Linked DNA regions of Hordeum vulgare: region 2 is linked to region 1. A link is a contact called in public Hi-C data. All regions are on one chromosome and are shown on one strand. Each heading gives the region's core, a stretch centred on a gene start, on an enhancer-like site or on the middle of the called end of the contact. The rest is flanking DNA. Distances are from core to core; before and after follow the strand shown.

Region 1 (2,775 bases), core at 270-2,769:
GTATTCGTGGCGAAGGAAATACGGTCCAACATATTATCCATCCAAATAGTTTTTGCATACATAGGAATTTATTTTGTTTACAGGTTACCACGGGCACTCATTCCCCACGAAACTGAACATGGGTGTACAATGGGCACCCAGGTTTGATATCCCAAAATTCCAGATTTTTTAAAATTTTCCTGATACTTCTTTTAATGCTATATTCATATAGGGGTGTGTGTGGCACCCGAGGGCCATAAATCCTCATCCTTCCAAACATCCCCTTGTTTCAAATCTATGCCCTCTTAGACAAGATAATGAGGCTCAAAGCCAAAATTATTAATGAAAATACTTAAGACTAAGTTATTTTCTTCTGTTGTACTTGAATGGTAAAATGAAGCGAATAAATATGTTATGCAATTTGGAGCCATTCAAGAAAACATACTTCTTGGGAGCGCATTGAGCGACAGCATCTTAGTATCGTTAAAGAATTGTGTGTCCGTCTCATAATGCAATGTGCACCACAACCCAAGAAATGCTGCCCCCATCTGGCCAGCAATGATCTTACTCTGCATGTCAGGGATTATGCGATCCAGGCATGCCGCACAACGCTCATATGGCATATCCCGTATGCACTGCGCCAACCCATACACCGTCTGTCCTGTCTCCTCAAACCACACTTTGCCGACTGCATATTTTTCTGCTCGGCTCACCACAACATCAGCAAGCGCATGTATCAGCTTGGTGACAAGGTCTTCATAACGCCCGGCGGCTACAGTGGCCCTCACAGAATTCAGGTTAGTATTCACGGTGCACCCGGTCATGTTGCTGAAGTTGGAAAGAAAGTCCTGGTTGGAGAAGCTTATCTGTGCCTGGTATTGGTCGTAGTAGTAGGTCACATTGTTGCTCTGGAGGGAGTAAGAGTTGCCAGCTTTGCTGTTGATTGCTTCATCAAGGGCCTTTGTTAGGCGCTTCTGACAGTCGGAGCCATCAGAATCACCCCGACAAAGCACTGCACCATAGACCTTGTCTGGTCCTATGCCAGCCGTGCCAGTAGCTGAGTGCTTCTCTGTGGCGTTGGCAAACAGTAGTTTGGCGAGGGATATAAGATTGGATTTGTAGGTGCTGTTTGGCATGTACATGCCGCCATTGTTGTCGCTGCAGAGTGCCTGACCTTCCGACGAAGCCGAGAAGGAGAGGAAGAGAACTAAGAGAGATAGTCGTAGCATCCTCCTCATTTACTTCAGAAAATGGTCTGTGATCTATCGGCGTTGTGGAAGTACTCATGAAACTGTAATGAATAAGTGGCAAATAACATCTTCTCTTTGTGTACAAGAGGTAAACATGTTGAAGGTTCTTACGAAAATGACCTTTGGGACCAGACTGGTCTAAGTTAGAAATTTCTCTTAAAATTGACAGGATGACTGATGGTGACCGTCACCATATCCTGCAAAATAGGGCAGAGAAACATGGCACTGGACTGGGGTTTTGACCTCCAATTTGGTCCAAGTCTAAGCACTGGACTTTATTTACACAGACAGGTGTTGTCATCCTCTATAACACTAAGTTCCCTTGTTTTAAAGAGTCTACATTCAGTTGAGTTCTTTAATTAGAATTAGGTTACCCGATTTTGATCGGGTCAACAATTTCTCAAAGCTCTCTTATTCAATTCTTTTATACCATACACAATGGTTCCAAATTTTAAGGTCTCACAATTAATTGAGGTATTCAATTTAGAATTGGATCATCCGATTTTGACCGGGTCAACAATTTGTCAAGCTCTGCCATTCATTTTTTTAATTCATTCCCTAATTTTGAAGCTCTTTCATTCAATTGAGATATTCAATTTTGAATTTGGTTTACGATTTTAATCGGGCCAATGATATTTCAAAACAATCAGCAACAACTGCCCTATAAAAACATATCAATCATGGCGCACCCTCCCACCACCTAGAAAAAAGAAGCGCCATCATGTGATATTGTAGCACCAATAGAGTACATGCAACCACCGACACTAAAATTTCCCCACATAAATATAGGTTGGTTAGCGGATAACACTGAATCACACCATGAAAGGCCCACCAAATCACCGCACTATAAATAAAAATAAAACACGCTAACATCTCACTCACCCGCCAAACTAAATATTCCATCAGTTCCAAAATACGGGTATTGGGTTTTTGGAAAGTCATATTTCTTCAACTTTAACCAAGTTTACAGCAAGAATATCGACATCCACAATATTAAACAAAATAAGTATGGAAATTCATTTCATGCTGAATCTAAAAACACCGATTTGATATTATGGATTTTGATATAATTTTTCTATAAAATTGATAAAATTTAAAAGGTTTGACTTTCCAAAAAAATATTACACATCAATATTTTTCATTTTTGTTTCTAGACGTGTGTTTCGAATCCATCAATTTAATTTGTTTTGCTATATGATCTATACATAAATTTGTCTATATTGTCATTTTTTGTTGAATTTTTAAAATATTTTTGGAATGAGATTTCTAGAGTTGGGAGTATCGGGAGTATAGAATACCTTCTCTATAATGGATTTTTACAAACTAAATATGAATTGGTTCATCACAGTGACTACAATGTTGCACAGTGCAGATACATGAAATATTTGAATCTCAAAGGACGATCTGACGGTAGATAGTAGGGCGGTTTTGTTGATCTGCCCAGCAGCTAGCAGGTCATGTGCTGGTTCCAGTGCCATGTAGTTTCGAAACAGATATGTATATTCTTGTAGTCCCAAATTATGAATATTGCATATGATGGAAAATC
Region 2 (2,877 bases), core at 29-2,528, 530 kb after region 1:
ATTTATTTACAGCGTGTTCCTTGTGACGCTAGACAGAAAACTGCTACTTTAGTGAGCAAGCTCATGAGGAATGTTATCATAGCTAAAGATTCAGTGGAAGAAGTTTTCTCTGCCAATGGAGGACCATCTTATGAAATCAAATTCAGTCACAATAAGCACAGAAGTATATTTTATGGGTCAGGCTGATAAAGACTGGTGAAAGATTATGCTATGCAAGAGGGTGATGTTCTAGATTTAAATTTAGATAACGATGATCCGTACTTTCATGTTATACCGAGCGGGAATGGCATTCCTTTTAAGCCTTTGTTAATCAGGTAAATAATTCTACTTTTCTAATTTTGTATCAGACATGGTTCTGTATCAGACCCTAAAATTAGTCAGAGTGAAAGACAGCTCCTGTTTCCTGAAGCTTTAAATGGACTCAGTCAAAGACAAATAAAACGGATGAACACTTGTGTGTACACTCGAGGAATTACGAAATGAACATTGCACCAAGATCTTCATAGACCACACCCTATGGACTTTGAGCTTCACAGTCACCACTTAAAGCGAATACACAGAGAAATCATCAAAGAATACACCTTATTATTGAACATTAAAAAGGTAGTAGAAGAAAAGTTTTGACAGTTTGATAGCAACATAAATAGTAATAAGGTAACAAGTAACGCAAGTAATAGAGAGCAGCAAGTGGCCCAATCCTTCATTTTGCTAAGAACCAGTCGAAGGTGTTTCTTATAATGACTAATGCGCTCTTGAGGATGCACCGAATTTCGCCAAGTTACTTTCACCTTGATTCTTTGGGTTACCATTCATTGATTCACTAAGTGTTATGCGGGTGGATCGAGGCTAAGGTATTTTCGTAACTTGAACAATTACCTAGCAACATCCAAATTGTCCAGTTAGTATAGAAATAATAAAAAGAGCAAAGCTGATAGAAATCAATTGCTGCAGTACCTAAAAAATAGTCATTCAGTTAGAGTGCATTGATGATCTCCTTGTATAAAATATTCTGAGTCACATCTGCTTTATCTCCGTGATCATCCTTGATAAGAAACTTCAATCCTTGGCTAGAAGTACCATGAGAAAACAGTCTTAGGAAGATAAACACATAACTCTGAAAGTGTCTGCCCTTGACTTTTATTTATTGTCCTACTATAGCAAAGTTGGACAGGAATCTGACAACGACGCAAGGTAAACAGACATTTGGTGCTTGGAGCATTCAGAACAATCCTATGGACACAAACTCGCTGAGCTTTATTGCTACCGGTGATAACGTCACCCTCAAATAGTCTCTCTCCAATCCTTACTACCAACAAACGTTTTTCGTTACAAATACCTAGTGGCTCGTTCATATATTTCTTAAAAGCATAACAGGAACTCCAACTTTCAGAGCTATTTCATGTTCTGCAAAATATTTGATATTTATGGATGCAGAAGCTCTGGAGAAAATAGGAGACCAGCATCACCTACATGGTCGGTGCTCTTCAGAATACTGTCACAACTGAAAAAAGATCTAGAATTTCAAGGAACACGCCTGAAAAAAGATCTAGAATTTCAAGGAACACGCCAGAATGGTTGGGAAAAATAATAATCATATATACTGTCAATTTGGATGTGTGATTGAGCAATCAACAATAACTTGGCAAGCCATCACATGTGTTAAAATAGTGTTTGCATTAGATAGATGATGGGCAAGCATTTGGCACTTTCTCTAAGGCTCACAAAGTCATGTGGTTGTATTACATGGGATGCCTACTATGATATCACTCCGTTCCTAAATATAAGATGTTTTCGTAGCGTAAACTGAACTGACAAAACCTTTTATATTTAGGAACAGAGGTAGTACTCCCTCCTTTCCCAAATATAAGACCTTCTAGAGATTTCTATATGGACTATACATTGATGTATATAGACTTATTTTAGAGTGTACGTTCACTCATTTTGCTTCGTATATAGTCCATAGTGTAATCTCTAGAAGGTCTTATATTTAGAAACGGAGGGAGTACTATCTAAGGTAGTGAATGTCCTGTAGTTCTTTCTAGCTATATAATAGTAGTGCTTTAAGGTAGGGTGCATTCTTTGAACTTGTATATCATACTTTTAGCTCTTGTAGTTGAGAACTGCATTTGATTGTTTGCTCATCAGCTTGTGTTTTCTCTAGTTTTTATTTATTTATGGTCTTGATAGGTGTTTGTTTATTCAGCAGTAGTTTGAACCACATTTGTTCAAATGCAGCTAAGAACAGAATAGCAGGAAGAATAAGGAATTGAAGACCCTACCGGAACTGGTCCCCAATACGAACAAGGTGTACTTGTAGACTTAGGGAGCCTCTAAATAGGGAGCTATGTTTGATCAAGGTGATTTATGGCTCTCAAATGAAGATACTTATTTCTCTTTGGTGACATGTTTTCTATTGCTAGAATGGTTTTGAATGGAGAGTAGCCTTTTGGAATAGATGAATTGTCATGAACTTGAAGATGAAGGCAAGGTTTGTATTTAAGGGACCAGAATGCCACAAAGAATACCAAGCCAGATTCAACCCGCAGAGCACTTTTGATTCCAGAGTAATTCTACAAGCCATACACAACACCACTGTTAGAAATAGGAACCGCAAATCCAGCGAACTTCAGATTTTTAGGCATGGAAATCAAACATTTTTCATGGCAAATTATGTTTGGCGAGGATGACAAGTTTAGTTGGCGAATAAGGCAAATCCACCTCAGTTTTTTTTTCCAGAAAATTGCTGTGCTTTCAAACTAAATTTGACATCATCCTGCTAATATAAATTGCCATGAAAAGGTCAGATTTGCCATGACTAAAAATCCATAGAAATATACCCTACAGAAAATATTAGAGATTATTATCTTTCCTTGTTTT

What was found. A called contact is a pair of places that touch in the nucleus more often than the background predicts.
Region 2: a contact with region 1 is called in a Hi-C map of leaf, with 5 times the contacts expected there. The contact joins the enhancer-like site here to the promoter of LOC123425830 in region 1. A contact is called at or near these places in 2 of 6 Hi-C or Micro-C datasets (leaf and seedling).

Annotation. Positions count from the first base shown.
Region 1 is chr2H:200,468,972-200,471,746 of MorexV3_pseudomolecules_assembly, forward strand. It overlaps LOC123425830 (putative cysteine-rich receptor-like protein kinase 20), which reads right to left and starts at 1,520. Exons shown (of 7, transcript XM_045109567.1): 1 at 548-1,520. The coding sequence starts at 1,217. It overlaps LOC123425831 (cysteine-rich receptor-like protein kinase 6), which reads right to left. Exons shown (of 8, transcript XM_045109569.1): 8 at 2,732-2,775. All of the region lies in intron 1 of LOC123425832 (a long non-coding RNA gene), which reads left to right.
Region 2 is chr2H:201,003,748-201,006,624 of MorexV3_pseudomolecules_assembly, forward strand. No RefSeq gene overlaps it. Among protein-coding and RNA genes, the nearest start is that of LOC123429911, 140 kb to the left of the region's middle. Within about 2 kb of position 1,279, at least 1 of the 3 cell types and tissues checked has open chromatin away from gene starts, as enhancers often do. A contact at or near this core is called in leaf, where this site is marked.